Regions from separate parts of the Sus scrofa genome. Here region 1 is linked to region 2. The links are chromatin contacts, called in public Hi-C maps. All regions are on one chromosome and are shown on one strand. Each heading gives the region's core, a stretch centred on a gene start, on an enhancer-like site or on the middle of the called end of the contact. The rest is flanking DNA. Distances are from core to core; before and after follow the strand shown.

Evidence for each region. Hi-C and Micro-C count contacts between places; a contact is called where the count stands out from the background.
Region 1: a contact with region 2 is called in a Hi-C map of omental adipose tissue, with 3 times the contacts expected there. The contact joins the enhancer-like site here to the promoter of CCND1 in region 2. A contact is called at or near these places in 2 of 5 promoter capture datasets (fetal skeletal muscle and liver), 29 of 47 Hi-C or Micro-C datasets (alveolar macrophages, blood, brain and 14 more) and 2 of 2 datasets of contacts at active chromatin or transcription factors (alveolar macrophages and skeletal muscle).

The regions. Positions count from the first base shown.
Region 1 is chr2:4,052,334-4,058,822 of Sscrofa11.1, forward strand. No RefSeq gene overlaps it. Among named protein-coding and RNA genes, the nearest start is that of TPCN2, 49 kb to the right of the region's middle. Within about 2 kb of position 4,603, at least 10 of the 83 cell types and tissues checked have an H3K27ac peak or open chromatin away from gene starts, as enhancers often do. A contact at or near this core is called in omental adipose tissue and retroperitoneal adipose tissue, where this site is marked.
Region 2 is chr2:3,630,793-3,637,051 of Sscrofa11.1, forward strand. It overlaps CCND1 (G1/S-specific cyclin-D1), which reads right to left and starts at 2,588. Exons shown (of 5, transcript XM_021082686.1): 1 at 2,144-2,588; 2 at 356-571. The coding sequence starts at 2,341.

The DNA.
Region 1 (6,489 bases), core at 3,353-5,852, 420 kb after region 2:
GACGACGACGGTGGGGGCGGGGGGTGTACAGGGTTCATGGGGCAGCGACACTGCCCGAAAGGATAATTCCACGTTTATGCCAGAGCCCAGCCCGACGGAGCTGGGGAGGGCACGGCCAGGGGCCAGCCCCTGGCATCAGAGGAATTCACCCCGCCCGCTGCAGGAAGGCAGGCCCGCCCGGCCATGGCCCAATGGGCAGGCGGAATCAGCATGCTGGACCGAGCTGTCTTGGGCCAGAATTTGGAATGCCACACGTAGCAAACAGTTAATGATCAACTGGTCACCCCTTTTCCAAGAGACCGAGAACTAATACGGCCATAAAATGTGTAAAATATCTGCCCCCGACCAGACCAGACATGATAGCTGGGAGGGGATCCTTCTCGGCTTCCCCTTTCAAGAAGCCTGTTGGAGAAGCGGGCCTCTGGGAGCCAGCCCTGGGAGCAGATCCCCTACCTGGAGAAGGAGCCCCCGGTTCACACGCCCCACACTGGCTGAGACCCCTCTCCCATCGTGGCCAGCGCTTGGGGTCGTGCATCAGCCTTTCCCGGGGCCGTCATCTGGGGAGACAGCCTGGAGTCCTTTAAACCGAGCGTGTGGCCCCTTGAGAAAACCCGGGGTGGGGGTGGGGGTGGGGGGAGCTTGGACAGCGGTTGGGTCTCTGGCGCCGAAGCCCACATCTGAGGAAAGGGCTTTGCTGCAAGAGCTGCTGACGGTGCTCATTTACATGCTAATTCCAGAAATGATTCTTCCTACATTAAATAAAAGCTGAGGAATGTTCCAAAGGTCTGAACAGATTGTACCATTAACAGACAGGGGAGCTTTGAGCGTGTGAACCCGCCTCAGCACACACTCGCCCAAATTTAGGCCCACGTGTTCCTTCAGCTGACTTGGCCCAACTGCTTCGGCATCTAAAGCCTCCTGCCCACCTTGACCTTGAGGTCCCCTTTCAAAGGAACCTTCCGAGAAAGCCGAGATGGTGAGACAGACCCTGGGGCACGGCGCCCCCAGAGGGACTGACGGCCCCCCCAGTGCGTCGGCGGCATCAGGAGATGCAGGAGGTGGTCTGAGGCTGGGCTGGTCGCCCTGCTCCCCTCTCCACGACACGCTGGTTTTCTCTCGCCTCTTCCCACCTCCCCAAGACCTTCCCTGTGCAGAGGCTTTGCACACTCTGTTCCCCCTGCTCCGCTCCCCTGACCAGGTCCCTCCAATTCACCCCACACCCAGATCGTCCTCAGAGAAGCCCCCCCCCCACCAGAGGAGGCGCGGCCACTGTCAGATGCGCGGTGGGAGCTGTATCTTCCTTCCTTCCAGGTGGGCTTCGCAATTCTAGTGACAGGATTATTTGTGGAATAATTCGTTCAATGTCTGTGGCTACCATCCAATGGTGAGACCGGGGCCGGGTCTGTCCTGCATCCCCAGTGTCTACAAGACCGTTTGCAATAGATTGCAGGGGGGAGGGGGAGGAAAAGAGAGGAGGAATGTTTGTGTGGATGGAAGGATGGATGAGGGGATGAATGGATGGGTGGGTGGGTTAATGGATGGATGGATGGATGGATGGATGGATGGATGGATGGATGGATGGATGAGGGGATGGATGAGTGGGTCGATGGATGGATGGATAGGTGAGTGGGTGGATGGATGGATGGATGGATGAGCAGATGGATGGGTGGATGGATGGATGAGGGGATGGATGGGTTAATGGATGGATGGATGGATGGATGGATGGATAGGTGAGTGGGTTAATGGATGGATGTATGAGTGGGTCGATGGATGGATGGATAGGTGAGTGGGTGGATGGATGGATGGATGAGGGGATGGATGGGTTAATGGATGGATGGATGGATGGATGGATGGATAGGTGAGTGGGTTAATGGATGGATGTATGAGTGGGTCGATGGATGGATGGATAGGTGAGTGGGTGGATGGATGGATGGGTGGGTGGGTGGGTGGGTTAATGGATGGATGGATGGATGGATGGATGGATGGATAGGTGGATGGATGGATGGATGGATGGATGGATGGATGGATGGATGGATGGATGGATAGGTGAGTGGGTGGATGGATGGACGGGTGGGTGGGTAGGTGGGTTGATAGATGGATGGGTGGATGGTCCTCTCTGAGCCCCTGTTTCATCCTCTGTAGGAAGGGCACCTCATGGGAAAGTGGTAAGGATTAAGTTTGGTAATGTGCGTGCTGTGCCTGGTACACAGGAAATGCCAGCCAGCAGTCAACACACGTGTCGATGGACTGATGGATCTGAGGCTCTGAAGGGAGCGATGCTCTTCAGAGAGACCAGGCCTGAGATTCCTTTAAACACGTCCAAGCCCTGTAAAGAGATGCCCTGTAAACAGAGGTCCTGTCACTACCTCTCAGCTCTTGGCTGGTGCTCAGCCTGATCCTGCCTCTGCGCGAACAAGGAGATGCACCCCCCTCCCAGCTTTGGTTTCAGTCGTTCGTGGTACCTGGTGAAAGGGGGTGCTCTGACTTCCTGGAAATATTCTGGAGTGGCCCTGTGGATGCTCACCCCCAGACTGCCCAGCTCAGGGCGGGCATTAAAAATGTGCATGAGCCCCCATCCCTCCTCTGCCCAAGCAGGGGCTCCCCGTCTCACTCGCCCACAAATGCCATCTGCCAGCCATCCTCCCTCCCTCCCTCCCTGAGCACCTCTGCCCCAGCCTCCTGGGTGAGCCTGGAGGCACCAAGAAAGCCCCTCTTGGGGCCTTTGCACCTGCTACTCACTCTACGCAGAAGGTTCTACCCCAGACCTCTAGCCAGCTCCCTCCAGCCCTGCTCTCAGGCCCCTGCTGAGACGTCCCCTCATCCTAGGGCCTGGATTCCCACCATCTGACACAGAAGACACTTCCTCTGCTTCTCTCCATGCCACCCCCACCCCTCCAGAGCATGGCTGGGGGCCAGCACTCCTGTCTGTCCTGTGCTCTGCGAAGTCCGCCGCCCTGGCACCCCATGGGCGCTCAGGGAATGGTGGCTAAGTGAATGGACGGGTGGGGGGATGGATCACTCATTTAGTAAGAATCAAGCTATTCATGATATCAATATGCGACCCCCCAGGGGTCCACTGGCGATCAGGAAGTGCCTGGTCTCGGGGTGGGACTGGGGCGGGGGCTCGGCTGGGCAGCAGGGAGCTCCTCTCTCAGGAGGTGGGCCAGGCTGCGACCTGAAAGGTTCCAGAGAGGGAGGGAGGGTGTCCCAGGGCAGCCCTAACAAAGGACAGCACCCCAAGGCCTGAAACAGCAAAACCTGACTCATTCGGTCTGGCCGCCAGAGTCTGAGCTCAAAGTGTGGGCAGGGCCACGCTCCCTGCCGAGGCTCCAGGGGAGGGTCTTCCCCGGAGACTCTGGGGCTGTCAGCAATCCACAGCCTCCTGGGCGGTGGCCGAGTCCCTCCCACCTCTGCCTCCTCCTCCGTCCTGTAAGGACGCTCTCCTGGGTTTAGGGCTCATGTGGATAATCCAGGACCAGCACGTGGCAACCCCTTGATCACAAAGACCTTTTCCCAAGTCAGGTCACATTCACAGGCTCCGGGAGAGGGGCTTGGACACCTCTTTCTGGGGTCACTACAAGGGTCCTGGACAAAAGCCCTGAGAGGGCAGGTGAGCCTGACCAGGTGTGAGCCTCCCACAGCTCTGAGGAGTGGGGGCTGCAGGAACCTGATCCAGCGGGAGGCTCAGGTGCCCAGAGCAGCATCCGAGAGGGCAGGGCGTGAGGGTGGCACCTGCTGTGTTCACCACGGCTTCCCGGGGGCTGGCACTTCCCCGGGCTGGCACGGCGCTGTGGTGCTCAGCAAACCCCGGCTCAGCAAACACTGGCAGCCTGAACAGTGTTCAGGAGGGTCTTCCTTGAAGCTCCTGAGGACCCCCCCCCCGCCAAATGAGCACTCGGTGTGTGTGTGGGGGGGTCCCCCCCAAGGGGCGTGGCCTGGGCTGCTCCCTGCCTATAGGATTCTAGGCTCCTCCAACACAGAGGGTCCGAGGCAGAGGTCCCGGAAGATCCTTCCTGCTTTAAACTGATCTCAGGATCAGTCCCGAGACCCTGCAGGGCTTGCCTGTCTGGAAACCCACTCCCTCGGGCACCACCCATCCCCATCTGCTCGACGATGCCCAAGCCCTGGGCATCAGCCTCACCTCCTGCCCCAAGCACACACGGCCCTTCTTCCCCTCCGCCCGGACCCATAGTTTGCACCACCCACGCTCTGGGCCCCCTTCTGCTGCCCAGAGGCTGTGGTCCTCAAAAACCCCACTGCCACCGGCTATTGTCCCTGCCTGCCTTTCCACGGCCCGGTCCCCCTAGCCAGATGCCGTGGTCCCCTTCCTGGCCACTCGTGGGCAAGGGCTGCCTGAGAGCTGTGGCCTCCGAGTGGCCCTGGATGAGACAATGGGAAGACAGAGGCCTGTGTACACAGGCGGCGGGGAGGGGGGGTGCTCAGACAGGCTCAGAGAATCCCCCAGAGGCACCTTCCCACAGTGGCCTCCCTAGTGGCCAGGCCAGCGGGCCTCGGGCGAACTGGACCATTCAGTGTTGCTTCGTGGATCTGGATGGACTGGAAACACACAAGGACCGCACCGGGAGGACGGAGCCGGGCCACCTGGAAAGGCTTCAAAGGGCTGGGAGCCGAGCCGGGCGGCCGGTTCGCACCGCCACGCTGAGCCCAGCGCGGTCCCCCGCGCCACCCACCAGCCGGCGGCCCCGGGGACCCTGCGCACAGAGCCGGGCCTGCGAGCGCCAGCCCCTCGGCGGCGGGGTGTGACCGCCAGCCAAGCGCAGGCCTCTTTCTACGTCAGATATTAATCAAACGCATCCTGCTAATGATGAGTGGAGGTGACTTGGCAGCGCGGGCCTGGCGGGCCTCCAGGCCCACCTCCCGCCGCAGGAAGGACGAGGACGCAAAGGCACCCCATTGTCCCCCGGCTGTGGGAAAGCGCTCCTACGCAAACACTTCCTTCGAGCCAACTTACAAGGAAGTGTTCGCAACGGCCTTCTGAACGACTGTCAGCCTGGCTCAACGGGACGAGAGAAAACGAAGGCCCCGCGGAGCCTCGCTGCCCTGGGGCAGGGGGGAGGGGAGGGCGCAGCTTTGCTTTTGGTTTTCCCACGCGTGCACGCGGTCCCAGGTCACTGGTGCGGAGGCAGGTGCCCCTCCCACTCCAAGGGCACTGAGAGCTCCCAGGGGCTCCGGCTGGCAGAGGTGGGCAGTGCCTGCCGGCACTAAGGGCCTCGGGGGCGCCACACAGGAATGTGGGGGCTGGCACGCATTCTGAACCTGCCATATGGCCCTGCGTCCTGGGACCCAGGCCGGTAGCCAAGGAGGAGACCTGGGGCGGGGTGCGCCGCCCCCCGTCACCGCCCCCCCAGGCCCCGGCACAGGCCATTTGTCAAAGGTGTTTTTCCCAAATGGCTCTCGAAGGAGATGCCCTCTGAGAGGCTGGCTTGGGCTGCAGCCAGGCAGGAACGTCGGGGCTCTTGGCAAAAGCGCCAGCCGTTCTGAGATCAAAAGCCCCTCTCGTGGCTGTCCCGGCTTCTCTGTGCCAGGTGAGCGAGCCACAGGGCCCCAGGGGCTGGGCGAAGCCAGGGTTGCCGACCTGGATCACGACACAGGGGTGGGGGTGGGGGAGGGACCCACGAAACCCCACGTCACACAAGATCCATGGCGGGGCCCCTTCAAACAGGGGCTCCCCCAGGACACTGCTCGGTTCGGCATCATTAGCTGTTTGACCAAGAGGCCCCGCGCAAGGGGGTGTGAAGCCAGAGGGAAGGGAGGCCCCACCAGCGGACACGGCTCTGGTATCTAGAAGGGCAGGAGGTCACATGGGCACGAGGGGTCCCCTGAAACTGGCAGTAAGTGAATTCCGCTCCCCAGGCCCCGTCTCTGAGTTCGAGCCTGGGTGCACATAAACGCACGCTTCTCGTCATGCATGGGGAGGGGTGCGGGGAGGACACTGGTGGCCTGGCAGTGACACTGCCCTCGTCCAGCTTCTGTGGGCATAGCTACTTTGCAGCCCAGCGTCCAAGCAGCCCCAGCCTTGGCGCAAAGACTCTGGGGTGGCACTGGTGCCAGGAAACTCTGCATTTCCCACTCCTAACACCATGTGTGCCACCAGACTAGAACTGCTTCACCTCCTGACGTGGTTGATAATTGTAATAGTTGCTCAGCTTCATCCTGCTGGCACTCACTGTTAAAACTGCCAATAAAGGCGTTCCCATTGTGGTTCCGCGGGTTGCGAACCTGACTAGCACCCGTGAAGAGGGAGGTTCGAGCCCTGGTCTCGCTCAGTGGGTGAAGGATCCGGCGCTGCCTGAGCTGTGGTGTATGGCTCAGATCCTGCGTTGCTGTGGCTGTGATGTAGGCCGGGGGCTATGGCTCCGATCCAACCCCTAGCTTGGGAACCTCCATATGCTGCAGGCGCAGCCCCCTGAAGAAAGAAAAAAAGAACCAATAAAAACTGTGTCAGATGGCAGTGTTCAAGCAGGACCA
Region 2 (6,259 bases), core at 1,338-3,837:
TCGAGTGGGGACCAGAAGACCGCCCACACCTGGAACGCGAGCCCGGGACGTTGGCGCAGGCTCCGCGAGGCTGCCGCTAGAGGGCGCGCGTCGCCCACTTTTCGCGGCCTTAGGGAAGCAGACGCGGGGGGAGTCGGACAGAAAGGGTGAGGCGGGGCAGCCAGGATGCGGGGCGGCGAGGGTCTCACCCGCTCCCGCCCGCTCCGCGAGAGGGGCCCCACCAGCGTGGCCGTCCTCTCCGGGGGCCGAGAGTGTGTCAGCGGCCCGCCGGGACTGCCTGCTCCCCGCACCTCCCCCACCCCCGGGGTCCCGCGGCTAACGGAGGGTCCCGGGGCGGTGGGGGTCCCAGGGTTACCAGCAGCTCGTCCGGCCGGATGGAGTTGTCGGTGTAGATGCACAACTTCTCGGCCGTCAGGGGGATGGTCTCCTTCATCTTCGAGGCCACGAACATGCAGGTGGCTCCCAGCAGCTGCAGGCGGCTCTTTTTCACGGGCTCCAGGGACAGGAAGCGGTCCAGGTAGTTCATGGCCAGCGGGAAGACCTCCTCCTCGCACTTCTGCTCCTCGCAGACCTGCAGGGGCACCGGGGGCCGTGACCGCCGCCGCCGCCGGGAGCGCCCGGCCCCCTCTGCGGAGACTTGGCGTCCCCCGCCCCGCTCCCGCCAGGGTTGGCTTCGGGTACCCGAGCGTGCGGAGGGTCGGGGCAGGGGGCGGCAGGAGCTTCTGCCGACGCGCCCCCTCCCCCGAGAGTCCCTAATGCCCACCCACCACGAAACTGAAAGGGAAAGTCCCCGGGAGGCTGGCACAGTGGAGCGGGAGCGGGCACTGCTGGGCGGCGTGTGCCGCTCGCGGGCTGCGGGTCCCCGAGACCCCGGCCCGCGTGGGTGCCTCGGGACCCTCCAAGCTTGGGGTGGGCACCAAATGGGGTGCAGGGCCGTGGGGCGGGCCGTGGGGCTGGGCGCCGCGCTCGCAGCGCCTGCGAGACACAAAGGTGGCGTCCCAGGCCGCCGAGCCGCATTTCCCCAGACGTCATCTTTTCAAAAAATATTTAAAAATATAAAAAAAATAACTGGGTACATAAAAAACCCCTGAAAATGACCCTCGGGCGGTCCTTTACCCGGGCCGGGGGTCGAGAGCTCGCTGCAGGCTCAGGGGAGAGCCCCAGGAATTCGAACTCGGAGCCCCCCTCCCCCTGGGCGCGGGCGCCGTTTCCCTCTCGCAAGGGCACCACGCCGCACTTTCAGAAATTATTTTAAAATACTTGCGGTGCCCGTAGGAGCCCACTGAAGGCCTGAAAACGTGCCCCGGGCCCCCGGCTCCCTCCACACAGGTCCCCCAAGTTGAGACCCCTGCAGATGAGAGTCAGCCCCCAGCGTCTTGGGGGCCACACGACCTTGCAGCCCGGCGTGCTCTCCGGCCCAAGCTGGCCTTGCGGGGCGCCCCGGGACTCGCTGCTTTAACAAAGGGGCCCTCTTTCCCGAGTGGGGTCCCCGCACAACTGCCCGAGTTCTGTCCCCGCGCCCCTCCCGCCGGTTCCCGGTGGCCGCGCGGCCCCTCGCGGCGGCCCCAAGCGCCTCGCCGGTCGCTCCCCGCCCCCACCCTGCCCCCAATTATTAATAAACACTTTTGCTTTGCAATAAAAGAACAAAGATGGCGCATAATACTGGCACGAGTGGCCCTTGCATACGTGTCCATGGATATTAATTTAAAAATCAAATCTATGCCCCCTCCCCCTGGAGCTGGAGATTCAGCGGCCGCGCGGCGGGGAGAGGAGGCGCAGCGGGGCTCGGGCGCAGGCGGGGGCTGCGCGGTGGCGGTCCAGGCGGGGGCTACAAAGGGCGCCCAGCCTGCGGGCCCACACCCTGAAGCCAACTGGGGTGCCCTTGACAGTGGCTTTGCCCGAAGGTACACGTCTTCGACCCCCCCCCCCACGAAGGGAATTTCTAATGACCCCACCCCCACTTCTTCCTCGTTCAAAAAATACCCACAATATCTATATATTTTGGAATTACGATTCCTAGCAACACTCCAGCAAACTTCAAAGTTGGGGTGAGAGAGAAGGGAGGGAGATGAGTGGCAAAGAAATGTGGGTTTGCGCAACAAGTCGCAGAAAAGTGCTAAGAGAGCCGCCCGAAGCCCCGCACCTCCAGCATCCAGGTGGCCACGATCTTCCGCATGGAAGGCAGGATTTCCTTCTGCACGCACTTGAAGTAGGACACGGAGGGCGAGCAGGTCTCCTCCGCCTTGAGCATGGCCCGCAGCACCCGATCGTTGAGGAGGTTGGCATCGGGGTACGCCCGGCGGATGGTCTCCATCTCGCAGCACAGGAGCTGGTGTGCCATGGCTGGGGCTCTGCTAGGCGGCTTGGGGCGGCGGTGGGTCCCGGGCTGGGTCCGCGTTCGGCTTTAGCTCCTGCTGCCCCCGTGCTCCCTCGAGCTCTTCTGCCCCTCGCCGGAGCGCGCGGACGCTGCTGCTCGCTGCTACTGCGCCGACAGCCCTCTGGAGGCTCTAGGACTTTGCAACTTCCAACAGAACTCCCCTGTAGTCCGTGTGACGTTACTGTTGTTAAGCAGAGATCAAAGCCGGGCAGAGAATGGGAGCGGGAGGGAGGGGGGGCGGGCTCAGGGGGAGGGGGCGCGGGCGCCGAGCGCCGGGGAGCGGCGAGGGGCAGAGCCCAAAAGCCATCCCGGAGGCGCCGCGCCTGCCCTAAGCGGAGTTGCCCCCGAAACTTGGTTTTCATAGAAACGCAAATCGCCCCGCGGGGAAGAGGGGTGCAGGGGGGTCCTGTCCACCCCGAGTGGGCCCCTTAGGATTTGGGGGGTTGTGTATAGGTGGCTCTGCAGAGGGGGACGACTAGGAGGGCGGGCAGGCCACACGCAGCCGGGCAAGACCGCATGGAAGGGGGACTCTGGGGTTCGGTGACACCCTCTACCCGAGCCAGGAGAATGGGTGCATTTCCGAAAACGCCACGAGGGCACCCACGGGCGGAGAGGCAGCCTAGGAATCTTAGCTTCTGTGTCTTCTTTCATTTTCATCAACACGTGTAAATTTCAGGAACCATTTAACATTCAGGGACGCAGAGCCGGCAACCCTTGTGGAGGCTTCATTCCGGCACACAGGGGGGTCGTTGCAATGCCCGAGGGAGGAACCCTAATGGTTAAGCATATTTCAGCCTAGCATGCGCTCGCTCAAAAATAAAATAAAATAAATGCCCGAAAATTCCAGCAGCAGCCCAAGATGGTGGCCAGCGTTTCCTTCATCCTGTCCTCCGCGCCTGGGGGATCTGCAGGCTGTCTTCCCACCTTGGCCAGTCCTTTCTTGCGGGGGTTCCCCAATCCCCCCATCCTTGCCCTGTCCTGGCAATTTAACAGCTAGAAAAACACCCTGAAAGGAAGGCTGCAAAATACTGGTCTCTGTCCTGCCTCATTTTTAAAAATTAAAAATGAAGTTAAATCCCTGGAACTACTAGTCCCCTCTCCGCCTGGGACGAGACCACCGGAAGCTTCCTAATTGGTTTTGTTGGGGGTGTGGACCTCTCTTCACCTTTAGAATTTGCCCTGGGGCTGCATTCGTGAGCCTGACGGGGATGGCAGGGGCTGGCAAAGAGCAGAACAATTACAGGTTACAGAAATGGCTGTATTGATCTGATGATTTTAAACAAAACCTATGTATCTTCGTGGTTATACAAGAGTCCCCAATATTATTCCAAACTTTTAAGACATATCAAAGAATATATGACGTTTTTTAAAGTTAAAGATTCAGGCTCTTCTTCGGTGCTTATTTTTAAATTGAAAGAACATTTTACGCATACTTCACTTTTTATTTTTTTTAGTTTTTACACTACCTGACCCCCATTAAGAAAAATGTTCATTTACTCCCCTCAGTATAGTTTGGTGTCATCAAACCACCATACACCCTAAGGTTAAAGGCTCAAAGAAAACTTATTAAAAAGCCCCCTCCCCTTCGCAAGGGCGCACGCAATACCAACCCCCCTTCAAGGGAGGGTTCTTCCCGCGCCCCCTCCCCGCCGAGAATTAGGGTTTACTAATATTCCAGGTCCAGGCAGCTAATTACCCCCGGCTCACACCTCGGGATCGCTGGGTGGCGGGACCAGGGAGCACCCACCGCCCTGTCCCCGCCCCCGCCGCCCCCTGGCCCCCAGGCTCAAGTTGGCCCCCGGGGCGCTAGAGCCTTGAAGCCTCAGCCCGCGCACGAGGGCGGCCGGGCTGCTTTTTCATTCATAAAATCCCGACCGGGCGGCTGCCGGGATGATTTATGGGGCTGCGAGCTACCACCCGGCTGCTTCTGTCCCGGGGGGCGAGGGGCCCGAGCCCCGCGTGCGCCTGGACCTGGCCCGAGGCGGACTGGCAACGATGAGGGGCAGCGGGTCACAAAGAGGATCGCCCACTCAGGCAAAACGGGCTCCGGGTCCAGGAGGGAGCTTCCCCCTAACTCGGGAGAAAGACAGAGGAAACTGGAATTAGCATGAGCCAATGGGGGCGCGGCGCTGTTACTAGGCGGACCGGGCAGATCTCGACAAGGAACTTAGTTGAGTTCCCCGCTCAGGGACAGGCGCAAAAGTGCAAGCCCGGTGGACGAGCGTGAAGAGCCGTCCAGGAACTCGCGGGAGAAGCGCTGGAATTTGGGGCCCCGCGGGGAGCGCTAGCGGCCCAGCCCCCACCCTGGGGAGCCCAGATCTGGTTCCCCGGAGACCCCGGGAGGCGGCGAGGGGAGGGCAACAGTCTCGGCCCTTGAGAGCGGCTGCTTCTAGGAGAACGAGGGAGGCGTTTTGATTTAAGTTTCTTTTTTTTCAAAGAGAAAAGCAACTTTAGAAAACTTTGCTGTTTAACGTATAATTTTGCACTGCCTTTAAAAAACCCACCACGAAGCAGGAACTGCGAGTTTGGGGCTCATTTAAAGTGCTCCGCGCTATTTCTTGGAGACCCTTTGGAACAAAGGGCCAGTGGCCCAATCAGAAAGGAAACCACGTTGGTTGGGACGAAAATCCAAAATAAAGCATTTTCCCGCTTTCCTCGCCCTCTGGCCCCCCCACCGAGGCGACTGCGGCCGGGGAGGAACGCCGGCCCCAAGAGGGCGAATTCCGCTGCAGGCGCGTTTGCCACCGTCCCTGGCTGTGGGAACCTTCATTCAAGGCGGGGGAAGGGAGCGCGTTCATTCAGGAACCCGCGCGCAGCGGCGCCGACCCCGGGACGCACCGCGGCTGCGCGCCGCCGGGCCGGGGGCTCTAGGGAGGGAGGGAGTGTAGGGCCGAGCGAAGACCTTCCACAGGCGTCGACCCCCGGCGCCCGCCCTCTCCCGAGAGGATTGGGCGGCGAGCGGGCGCCTGCAGGTGGGGTCACCTGCAGCCGCATACCTGGCGGCGACTTGAAAGGGCTTGGCTCCAGCTCTGCGAGTTTTCCATTGTTAAGCCCTTAAGTCCTTCTGGAAAACGCTTCCGAAAGCGGACCGCGGGGTTCCGGGGGCGCTCGGGCTCCACTTCCCCCACGCTGCTCGCTCTCGGGGCGCGTATGGCGGCCCACGTGCTGAGTTATCTCCGCCTGGGCTACGCGGTGCGGACCCCCTGCGCCCCAAAGCTGCGGAACCAGCCGGAGCAAACTGGCCCCGGCGCCCACCCGGGACACCCACGGTGGGCACAGGGGCAGCCGCACCTCCCACCGTTCCAAGCCGCGGACGTGCGTTTCGCCCGTGAGCAATTAATTTCAGCCACACACAGACCAATCCCCTCTCCGGCGCCCCAGTCTTCGATCTGGCAGGTTGCGGGGACCGGAACCCTCCCCCCCACCCCCAGCTCTCAAGGTCGCGGGCGAGGTGTGCAGGGGAGTTAAAAGCAAAAAACCCCAACGGGTGGGGAGGGGCTGGTTCCGATAACGCCTCTAGGATCTCCTGGGGGAAGGTGCACTCTTAGGGATGAAAGAAGATTCTAACTCCTAGATCCCTGCCCCTCAAAACGCACCGCCTGCTGTCCTGAGCAATTCTAAACCCCAGCGTCCACTAGGAATTCCCTAGCCTTTTGGCTCTAGCTCCCGGCCGGTCTCTGACCAAGTGCCGTGGAGTGGGCAAGGCGAAGGAATCGGGCGGAAGGTGGGGATAATGACCTAGGAGGCCATACCCCTCCCGCGTCTCTAGTTGCCAAGCCTACTGATGGCCCAGCAGACCCTCTCCCTCGGTCTAGGGAGAGGGGCTCCGCCGCGAAGACCCGCAGGGCCTCGGCAACTTGCCGCGGAGACGCGCGGGAGCAG